Regions from separate parts of the Sus scrofa genome. Here regions 1 and 2 are each linked to region 3. The links are chromatin contacts, called in public Hi-C maps. All regions are on one chromosome and are shown on one strand. Each heading gives the region's core, a stretch centred on a gene start, on an enhancer-like site or on the middle of the called end of the contact. The rest is flanking DNA. Distances are from core to core; before and after follow the strand shown. Region 1 overlaps LOC102158082 (a long non-coding RNA gene). Region 2 overlaps LOC102158082 (a long non-coding RNA gene). Region 3 has its middle 390 kb from the start of CPEB2.

Evidence for each region. A called contact is a pair of places that touch in the nucleus more often than the background predicts.
Region 1: a Hi-C map of liver shows a contact between it and region 3, with 5 times the contacts expected there. The contact joins two enhancer-like sites. A contact is called at or near these places in 3 of 47 Hi-C or Micro-C datasets (liver and skeletal muscle).
Region 2: a Hi-C map of liver shows a contact between it and region 3, with 3 times the contacts expected there. The contact joins two enhancer-like sites. A contact is called at or near these places in 5 of 47 Hi-C or Micro-C datasets (liver and skeletal muscle).

Annotation. Positions count from the first base shown.
Region 1 is chr8:10,150,430-10,154,405 of Sscrofa11.1, reverse strand. All of the region lies in intron 4 of LOC102158082 (a long non-coding RNA gene), which reads left to right. Among named protein-coding and RNA genes, the nearest start is that of CPEB2, 250 kb to the left of the region's middle. Within about 2 kb of position 2,410, at least 1 of the 83 cell types and tissues checked has an H3K27ac peak or open chromatin away from gene starts, as enhancers often do. A contact at or near this core is called in liver, where this site is marked.
Region 2 is chr8:10,226,364-10,230,193 of Sscrofa11.1, reverse strand. The region is part of intron 4 of LOC102158082 (a long non-coding RNA gene); the gene reads left to right. Among named protein-coding and RNA genes, the nearest start is that of CPEB2, 180 kb to the left of the region's middle. Within about 2 kb of position 1,958, at least 15 of the 83 cell types and tissues checked have an H3K27ac peak or open chromatin away from gene starts, as enhancers often do. A contact at or near this core is called in liver, where this site is marked.
Region 3 is chr8:10,010,262-10,013,959 of Sscrofa11.1, reverse strand. No RefSeq gene overlaps it. Among named protein-coding and RNA genes, the nearest start is that of CPEB2, 390 kb to the left of the region's middle. Within about 2 kb of position 1,744, at least 2 of the 83 cell types and tissues checked have an H3K27ac peak or open chromatin away from gene starts, as enhancers often do. A contact at or near this core is called in liver, where this site is marked.

The DNA.
Region 1 (3,976 bases), core at 1,161-3,660, 140 kb before region 3:
TGTCATCAGTTTGGAGTCTCAATTCAACCCATGGAGGAAAGACATTTTTGGAGAATTCTGGGACTAGGATCATAAGGACTTTGTGTGGAAAAAAAATATTTGTTGCTTTGAGCAGCTAGGATTTGGAAGTAATTTGTTAATTCAGCATTCCCTAGACTATCTACAGTTAAGAAAATTTCTTAACCTTTCTGAACCTGTTTCCTCATCCTAAAAGTGAGACTAAAACACGTACTTAGTTTGGGATTTTTGAAGGATAAAGTTAACCAAGGTAATATGTGCAAAGGTAGCATCTGGGCATAAAGAAATTGCTTCAAAATTATAGTTGTTATTATTATTAAAATTCAAGGCACAGCCTCAGGAATTCTGGACAGAGAAAATCATGAAAAGTCCCTGCCTTCAAGGGGCATGGGGAATGTTGAGAAATTTAAGTTTCCCATTTCAGATTTTGTACTTCTGATCTCTTCCATGGTGTCACTTAGCAACCAATGGCAGGGGTGGTGGTGGTGGGGAAATATGCTTGTTGCCTATCTTTCTCAGATGCTAATTGTAAAGAAGCTGGATGCTCAGCAAAGGCAAAATATGTTTTTTGTTTTTTTTACCTACCTGCGCTGTCACTCTTTCTTTCCATATCCTTTTTCTGTTTTTCCTAAGATGATATTCTAGTCCTCCACCTGTACCTACTCTTTTTTTTTTTTTTTTTTTTTTTGGTAATCAGAAATAAATTTTCAAATGAATGTCTGCTTGTTGGTTGTTTTTCCTTAGAATCAGAGAGTTAAGCTCTGTCCTCACCTATCTGCCACCGCTGAACTTTTTTTAGCTTTTCTGAGCTCCCATCTCCTCAGCCTATTTTGCAGTGTTGTTATGAGGCATGATAGTTTCGTGGAAATTCATTGATTATTTCATGTCTGTTGAACTTTTTAAGTAAGGATTCTTAAGCTGAAAATAGAGCATTTTGGAAATTCTGGACTTGTATGGCACTCGAACAACTTCTTACTCTTGTGTAACTCCAGCAACTTAGAATCCTTGATTCTAGGGCTGGGAAAGGATATCCTCCACCATGTAAAGGAAATAAAGACCTAAAACTTTGTTACTTGCTGAGGACACATTAGGCTATATATTTGTGTGCTATCTTATGCCATAAACTTTTTTTAACATAGTGGAATTTGGTTTGAGAAGATTAAATAACTTGAGAAAAGTCACAAGTCAATAATTCTTTTAAGATATTTTTCTTCTATTGTCGCTCTTGTTTTATTCACTCAGGAAACTGCACTTTGGGTCATACTAATGGCATTATCATTTTTACTAAACAAGAAACATAGATAATTTATGGAAATAGTGAAAAGTGATTATAAATAGCACTTTTAAGCAGCATTAAATACTCTTGCTTAATGAGATGGTAGATGTGTTATCACAGGAGCATCATGATGATTGAAAAGTATTATCTCCATTTTGCATTTAGTAATCTTCAAATTAGCCTGAGGCCTTCCTAATACTGTCATCATGAATTCATAGTGTTTGTAGGATCTCAAGAGGGTAACTACTGATATGGCCTAATCAACTCACATAATATGTTCGGCAACAACTGTCACAAATATGTATTGAATTCTTATGGATTGAATTCCATTCTAAACTATGGAGATCCAGCTGCATCTGTATAGAGCTTGTATTTTAGCAAGAAGGGCAATTAACAAAATGAATAAGTAAATTATTTAGTGCATTGAAAATGAAAAGTACTATAGGGAAAATAAAATAAGAAAGGAAGATAGGGAGTGCTGGTGTGTGTATTTGAGTGTGTATGTGTGTGTTTGCAATTTTAAATAGGGTGAGTCAACCGAGTAAAAAAATAAAATAATTTGCTAACAGTCATGCAATCAGAAAGTGGCAGATGGGAACCTGTTCTCAGTATCCTAACTCATGGTTTCACCCTCTCAACCTGATTGGCTTCAGCCTCCTGAATTTTTGGACAAAGCCAGACCCAGGAAAAATCACCAGCATAAGATTGTTCATTGGTGAAATCTTCAGAATTCTTTCCATTTCAAGAGAGAGGTACTCATTTCAAAATTGTCTAAAGCAAAAATAGGTAAGCTTATTGGAAGGACACCAAGATGTTTTATGCAGTGCAGAACAAGGAGATGATCTTGCCTCTGGGAATGTGAATGTTGCCAAGAGGGTCTTTTGTCACTCTCCTCTACTCTCATATCAACCTCCTCCATGTGGCTAGACATGGGACTGTTAACAGTATTGTCCTCAGACATAGGCAAGAGGGGCCCCTTCTTTATCCTGAGAATCGGGGATTGCTAAACTTTTGGATCCCTTACCTCCAGGTCTGGTTGCGCTGTCCCTCAGGGGCATTCCCTGACTCTTTGTACATCATGTGAGGTCAACCAAATGCCATGAGAAGCTCTAGAACTTTTGCGTAAAGAGCTGCCCTGGGACACTTAGCCTGCCAAGTTTTCAAGAGTGACCCTGGCAAACAGACTGCCCCTGGAGGCTGGTTTGGCATTCATTTTGCAAGATTGTGTGAGACTGTGTCAATTTAAAGTGCTGATGTTCTAGTATTAGGTGGTTCTGAGGTCAGAAAGACGACAAGTTTAGAGACCAAGACTATAATGATCCATAGACAATGGGCTTCCGTCAGGTGTGTGGTCCCTGTGTCAGCTCTCCCAGCCTGTGTCCTGATAATGGTGCCAGTTTACAGCATACAATGTGTATGGATTAAGAGCAGTGAAACTGGAATTATGTTGAATGAATTGAGATCAAGGTTTTACTCTTTAGCTGTGTGATCCCAAGCATGTTATTTGATCTATTTAAGAACTCATTTTCCTTATTTCAAAATGGGGAGGTGAGAAGTTTTTATAATATTAAGTGAGATGATATTTGCCAAGTTCTTAGAATAGTACTTGCCACATAGTAAGCATTCATTGTCCAGTGGAGAGCTGGGTTCCATACCAGATGTTCTCAAGACCCTGTGTTCTTCAGATTATACTGCATTGCCTTCTCAGGTTAAAAAAGAGAAGGAGTCCAGGAGTAAAACCAGTGTTGTGATGGATCCACACGATAATTAAGGCCCTTGGTCCATGAACACCATGGGTTTCCTGATGCTGACAAATATATGTTTCTAAAATAAAGCTTGAGTCCAAAGTGTCTGATAGAAGCAAAATAAGAGAACAATTCTAATTTTGTTGAATGTTGCTTTTATTAGGGAAAAAACACATAAAGTTAATTTACACTTTGAATTACAAAATATTGACACTTAAGTAAATTTAACTCACAAAAAAGAGATTATATCAAAGTCCAAAATGCTGGGGGGGAAAGTAATCAGCCCTTATATTGTGCACAATAGTAAATTAAATTCAAATAGTTATTCCTGCAGCACTCATGCTGTGATTTTAATTATCCTCAGATCTGGGGATTCTAAGTTAAAGTTTTCACAGAGACTGTAATTTTTGTTCCATTAACCATTTAACAGAATCAGCTTTATGTAAAAGAGTTTTCCTGATTATAAATGGTATGAGGCTGTTGAGTGGGAATTCTAGTGACAACTGGAGTTACAGAATTACTCTTGGGTGTTTAAATGTTCAGTTGTGAGTTTTTTTAAAGGGATTTTTTTAAAAATCTTGATCTTCATTATAAATTGTCCAATATATCAATTAGTCAAGAATTCTTTATTTGGTGTTTATTTGGGTAAGTGCTAAGAAGAAAGAAAGGAAAGAATAGAGGAAGAGGGAAAGGAGAAAGAGGAAAGAATTCATATAAAATCCATACTTTAAAAATATAAGAATTCACAAAAGAATCAAAGAATCAATAATTGAATTGTGTATATATATGTATGTGTATGTTACCCACATGTACATATATGAACATGACCACATAGGAACCTGCTTTGATGAGCAAGTGATAATTAATGAGAATTGGAATTACCACTAATCCAATATGTCAGTTGTGGAGAAAGTCTATCATTTCTGATGGAAGATGT
Region 2 (3,830 bases), core at 709-3,208, 220 kb before region 3:
TTAGGAGCTCCCTGGTGGCCAAGTGGTTAAGGATTTGGCATTGTCACTGCTGTGGCTCAGGGTTCAATCCCTGGCTTACTCATAGTCTTAATGATTTAAAAGAAACAAAAGTCTTAATGATTTAAAAGAAACAAAAAGACCAACAACAAAATATGCGTAAAAATAAGACACTGGAGAGGAAATACTTCAGTTAACTGCGCCACAAGGAAATGGAATTCTGGGTTGTTTTTCTTCTTTAAGTTTCTCTATATTTTCACATTTTTCTACCAAAAGCACATATGGTTTTAAAATCAGATTAAAAGAGTAGTTTGACCTCACACTACTCTGGTGTATTCCAGTCAGGGAAAAAAAAATACATACATATATATATATATATATATATATATATATACACACACACATATTATATACACACACATATATATACATACACACACGCATATACACACACACTTATACATATATACACACACATACATACATATATACACACATATACATATATACACACATACACACACACACACATATACATATACACACACACACACACACATTTGCACTCAGATGTCTTCCTGGAAGCAAATGGAAACTGTGGAAAGTGGATCCATCTGTCAAGATGTGATTTTGATTAAATTGTAAGTTACCAAAACCGTGGAGAAAATGAAAAATGATATTAGGGACCCTTGAATTATCCTTGTAACTACTTCCATTCTAATTTCACTTTGTAGGCAGAGACCTTTTTCTTATTTTAAATGTTTGGATGATGGAACCACTAAGAATTATCATTGTCCTAACCCTTCATATATTTACTTTTCAAAACATGAAATTTCAAGTAGAAATAAAAGCCCCAAATGCATCCGAAACTCACTGATGCCTTCTTTTTACATAGGACAAATCTATTGCCTTTCATAATTATTTTTATTGAATTATAAATTGATGGGGAGCAATAAAAACCCAGAAGCCTGAATATCAGGGAGAAAAGGAGACTTGGTCGCAACTTGTTGGTATTTTCTGAAACACGTATTTATTCCGCGCCACAAAAGCGCCATGCGTTAGCATCCTTAAATAATGGAGGACAGTGTCTAAGAGGTGGCCAAGGGGCTGATGATAAGGCAGGTCCGCACCTTCTCAGGGCACTGTCACCATTTTATCTTCATGGTTCTTGGCATCTGTTTCTCTTCTCTCCCTGGGCCATTGTCAGAAGTGTGAGTAACCAGGACACATAAGTCTGCATTTACCAGCTGTCTTTCTGTCCCCAACCTATTTCCCTTCCTCAGGCTCATCTGGCCCCCACCCCCTCCCCTGGCACCACTGCCTCTGCTAGAACTCATCCCTTTCTCTTCTGGCTACTCATCAGACTGTGAGCTCTTTGAGGGCGGGGACCATACCTTAGTTTTCTTGATATTCTGAGCAGCCAACATGGAGCCTGGACTATGGGCTTAGATACATTTTTTTAAATGAATAACTAAAGTGGAACCAAATTAATTAATAACATAGAGTACTTACTCTGTTTCAAGCACTGTTTTAAATACTTTGCCCACATGGATTCACGTCATCCTCATAAAAAAATAATGCGAAGCTCCATTGTTATTATCCACACTTACATGCACCTGTTGGAGGTGCGGTGGTGATCGCAGACCTTCTGGCATTAGAGCCAAGGCTGTTGAAAGCTATGTGGCTTCTGACCCTTTCCTCCTAGACCCACTGGGGTGATGATGGTGACATGTTCCCATGAACACCCCTCACCCCCACCAGGGCAACGGAGGGCCATGTCTGAGCGCAGATGTGAGTCTGTACAGAGCTCACTTGGCTGGGACTGCTCCTCATTTCTCAACCTTGTTAATGGCTAAGAGTGCCTGGCACCCATCCAGGCACTGGGCAGTCAAGCCGGGCGGGTCCGCCCGCATACCACGTGATCAGGCCTGTCCACACAGGCTGCTGGCTTTGCAGCCTTCTCTGGGCATTTTTCTGGAACCCTATCCCTTCTTCTTCCTCACCGTGATCTCTCTGTTTCTTCCAGTGTCCACTGGGCTGACCTCTGGCTTTCTTGGCTTTGTTTTCAGCTCCAGCTGCTCCAGCTCTTTTGACTTTGCAGTGGCCCTTGGCTTCCCTGGTCGAGCCTGACTGCACACAGCCAGCCCTCACCCTTGAATTCTTCTGTCCCTGACAGCTTCTGGCAATAGTCCCGCTTGACCAAACTCCAACCCCTAGTGCTGACATGGCCCCCAAGGCAGGGATGGAACGCCCCCAGCCCTTTCCACATGGCTGAGCAAATAAAGTGGGCGACGATGGGCTAGACGTCTGTAGTTCCAGAGTGGGAGAGGGTGGCAGGAAGGCCTTGAGGATCAGATTTGGGCTTTTCTCCCAGCCTCTCCTGTCAGCCCACTTCTTGGTTCCCCCCAAACCCCCTTCGCCCTTGTCTGAAGGGCTTCATGTAGCGGATTCCCGCTGCCCGGGGGACTTGTCACCCCATCCTCCACCTTTCTGACTCTGCCTCACCCTCTGGACCTCAGTTTGATGGGGAGCCCTTCACTTCTTCCATCCCCCAACCCCGACTGAACCACATAGGTGCCATTTCTCCTTTCTCCTTTGTCACCCAGTACGTCTGTGTCACCACCGTAATGGCTGATGTCCACCCAGGGCTTCATCTGTGCAGGTGCTGTTTAAAGAACTTGATGAGAATTAACTGATTCTCCCCAACAACCCTGAGAAGGATACCACTGCTTTTTTTTTTTTTTTTTTTCTTTTTTGGCTGCCCTGCGGCATATGAAGTTCCCGGGTCAGAGATCAGATCTGAGATGCAGTTGTGACCTATGCCACAGCTGCGGCAATGCCAACTCCTTAACCCACTCTGTGGGGCTGGGGATCAAACCTGTGTCCCAGTGCTCCAGAGGTGCCACCAATCTTGTTGTGCCACAGTGGGAACTTTATTATTTTTTTTTTTTTTTGGTCTTATTTATTTACTTATTGATTTTTAGGGCCGCACCTGTGGCATGTGGAATTTCCTGGGCTAGGGGTTGAATTGGAGTTGTATCTTCCGGCCTACACCCCAGCCATAGCAACACCAGATCCAAGCTGGGTCTGCCACCTACGCCACAGCTTGCGGCAATGCCAGATTCCACAAAGTGAGGCCAGGGATTGAGCCTGCATCTTCATGGGTGGAATGCCTACCTGAATTCTAGTTATGGATATTTTATGTCAGATTCAAATAATACATCCCTGATTCTTGATTTGGTGCGATCTGGTGTGACTAAAATGCAAGGACAGCCAGCCGACTGGTGTGTCATCTTAGGGTTCCTTAACGATTTCTGCAGTAATCAATCTTATTCAATATGAAAAATTTGAGCCACAAAGTGATGTCGATCTCAGGCACCACATTTTACACAGCTGGAGATGGGGGAATAACTTGCCCAAGGTCATGCCTGGAGCCAGTGACAAACAGGGTGCCAGGTCGGCTCACTTCCAGTCCTATGTCCTTTCCGCACACCTGGTCAAACAGAAACTACTGTCACATGAGGGCATGCAGGTAAAACAAACATAACTGGTTTGATTCTGACTCCAAACAGCACGAAGGGGCCCATGGCTCCCGTGCTGCCGGGGACTGTGATCAGCCCAGAGTCAACACAGGGCATCTGATAGCAAGGCACGCCTGACTCAGAAAGGGCCCAGGCTCTGCAAAGCTCTAAGGGAGTTTTGCTTACAGCTCCGTCTTTATTGCTGTGTGACCTTGAGCGCATTCCTTTACTTCTCTGGTCTCCAGTCTCCTCTGCAGCATGACACAGTGTGATGAAACAAATGTTTGTCTCTCAAGTTCAATGTTGAAGCCC
Region 3 (3,698 bases), core at 495-2,994:
ATTTAGTAGGAAGCTGCTGCTTTGTCTTTGTGTGTGACCTGTCACCGTAGTAGTCTTTCTTATCGTCAGGATTTTCCAGTTCCTCTCCGGGACCTTTGCTGCTCTGGTAGATACTTTTGATCACTGTTCGCATCATGTCATCATAGTCTGTCAGTACAGATTGGGATTATCTATTTACTTGTCCTTCTCCGCTAATCTAGGCATTCCTCAGGGACAAATACAGATAGTGGCTTATTCATGTCTAAACTTCCCAAGGTCTGACCTTAGATGCTTCTCAAGAATGATTTCTTCAATATTGACGGAACACAATCACACCACCCAGCTGGATACATAAAGGCCAGGGGCAATGGCTTCATTTACCACTGTTCACTTGTCGCCTTCTTAAAAATAAACACACAAAATGGAAATCTTTATAAAGACCAACCCCGTCATAAGCTTGGGCAAGATGATACAAATGTAAGCATACAATGTTTATCTTGACAAATGGGAGAGGCCTTCCAGAAGAACAGAAGCTAGCCTGGAGGAGGAATTTAGAGACAGAATTTTCCTTCTAACTTTGTGCTGAATCGGTCTGTTTCATTCCATCTCCATCACCTTATCCAAGTAGAAGCTATCAGAATCTTAGCCTCATTCTCTTAAATGGTCTATTCACGTATACTTGTGCCGTTCTCCAGCCTACTCTTTGCTCTGTAGCCGGAATGCTATTTTCAAAATATCAAACTGGCCATTTCAGACACACCCCTCCCGTCCCCTTTGTGTGACTTACGCACTTGATTCCCACCTCTCAGGACCTGTCGGTCACTATCTTCCCTCAGCCTCGGTACCCCAGCCACACCGTCTATCCCAGTCTTTGCTGTCGCTGCCAGGAACACTTCCTCTCAGCTCTTCTGCTCTCATTCATACCTATTTAGAAGATTTCAGCATTCACAGAGAAAATTACCTGCTATTTCTGGATAGGTTTGAACCCCAACAGGGCTGTTAACATCTCACAGAATCCATGAGGACTGTGTCGTTTTCTTCCTTATGCAAACACGGGGCCTAGACCATTGCAAGCACATGGTGTAAATATGTATTTAAGAAAAGAAAGGAAAGGAGAAAGAAAGACAAGAAAAAAGGGAGAAAGAAAGAAGAAAAGATACATTAAAATGAATAAGCTGGGGGTTATTTTCATAAGTTTCTACTTTTTTCTTAACAAAGTTGAGAGACTTTCAACTGTACCACAGAACCTCTCCGATAGATTAAATCTTATTTTAAGATAGAATACATATAAAGCAGATAAATTCAATTGAGCTTGGAATATAGAGGGTCTCACGAGCCAAGCTAGGTCCTTCAGTCTTCTGAAAAGCTGTGGCCTTCCCTTGATCCACGGTCTGATTCCCACTCATAAGCAGTTGTCTCCATGATAGAACTGGAGACAATCTGGCTAGTTCTTAAAAAAAAATAAAAATAAAAATGTTTAAAAAGAACAAAAGGACCAGATGATGGGCGTATGAAATCAAAATAACCCTTAAAGAAGAGACAGTTTGAATCCAAACAAAACAGAACAGAATCCCCTATAGCTGAGGAAAAAAAAAAAAAAGCACATTAGTTAATTTTGAGGGCAGGCACACATGAAATATGAAATCTGGTATCCCATAAAAAGCTTCCAAGGTCAAAGTTGTACAAACAGGCAACCCTATGGAGAATGGAAAATCTCATGACTTACTGCTTGTGTCATTAATTGCTGAACTCCCAGTTACCCTGGTGAACCATTATGTAATTTTTGCTCTGGGCATGGATGTGGCAATGCCTTAAAATAAACAAGACAGTCAATTAGAGTTAATCTGTTAAAAAATCACTCTGCCAAGACAAGCTGTAGAAAGTGGAAACAAAAATAAAATAGTGTTGAGGAACAAGGGATGCATTTTTGGGTCTAACAGTCGTCACCAATCTAATAATTCACAAGGTCCATTTGCTAAAATGTCCTTCCAGCCATCTTTCTAGTTATTGCCAGCATGAGTTCCCCTTCTCCAGGAAATTGCTTAGATGGGCTAGGGCACTGGCTGTGAGATCAGGGCTTGGTTGCAAAGTTTTGAGTGAGGAACATGACGGTCTAAGCAGGAGAGCCAAGTTTAAAATCTAGAGGCTGCATGAAACACTCATTTCAAAGGAAAGAATACCACATGATGACGATGGAGTCATACAGGAAATCTGTCTGGATACTGGTGGGCATCTTCACACCCTCGTGAGAGTTTTTGTTTCTCTTTAAGGGCTATCGCACATGCACTATATGGATTCAAGTGGGTTCGCCTTCAAAGTCAAGTGTTGAGATGGATCTCTTTAGTCATCCATCATCCTATCATCCATTCACACTTTCATATATCCAACCACCTACTTTGTTCAGCAAGTTGGATTAAATGGATTGGATCAAGGCAGAGCAAAAAGTCTATTGACCCAAACCTGTTCACCTATATTCAGGCGCACACACTACCCACATTTAGGAAAATACCAACTAGTATGCATTGTGGTTTTAGCGCTGTTCTTCTCATCCACTATCTAATACTATATCCTGAGAGTACAACGATTTTCTAATGGTAATTAGACAGGGTAGCTGATGTAATATCGTAACAGCCGTTACAGTTTTTATCTCCTATAAAATGTTTTTATTTCCTACAAAATTGAGCTAATACTAGAACCTACCTCGAATGGCTATTGTGAGGATGAAATGAATTAAAAAATGCAAATAATGCCTGGCACTATTATTGTTTTTAAGAACATCTATACATAAATAGTAATTTAATTTGTGTATTTTATAGATAATATTCCTTTGATTCTCCTAAAACATTTGCAAATAAAGTGCATTTCTTCTCATTTCACAGATGAGAAAATATCTGACAACCTTTATGACTCTCTAAAATAACTGAGCTACTTGAAGGCAGGGCTGGGAATTTTCCTACCTAGCCTGCCCAGTACACAGTAAATAACCAATATAAATTGAGTGATTGAAGTTGCGGAATCCTCCCAGATGGATGCTCCTTTAATCTTCCCTACCTCTCCATCTCTTCTGCCCCTGCCCTGGTTGAGATCTTGTCATATCTCCTCTGGAATGTCACCACAGCCACCTAACTAGACTCCCTGCTGCCAGATCCATTTTTTCTCTAGGGAGTTTCTAGGGTCATCTTTTCAGAATTAAATTGGACCACACTTATTGCAAAGCCCCCAATGGCTCCCCATCGCAACAGGATATAACCTTAGACCTCAGTCTTGCTTGCAAGGCTATCTGCAAGAGGCAAGTCTCACTCACGGTTGTATGAGTCCTACCTGCCAACCCCCCAGGGTCGGGGCAAGGCCAGGTCACAGGGGAGAAGGATCAAGCCAAAGGGGAAGGGTGCCCATCTGTCTCCCTGTCCCTGTTCCCCCACTTGGCATAGAACATCCTCCTCTCCACCCTACCCCCACCCCTGGAATGCAGCTTGGGGGGGGGGGGGGGGAAGACCCTAGGGGTGAGGTTCCCTCTGCTGAGCCCTGAAAGCAGAGAGGATGGATATATTTCAAGGGAGGAAAATGCTTCTTCTAATTCTACCATCTTTAAAATTTCCATGAATGAAATCTGCTCATAAACAGGCAAATAAATAAATAAGTAAATAAACAAATGAATTTATAAATAAAAGCTTACCTTCCTACCGACAGAACTCCCTGGACTGAAAAAAAAAAAAAAA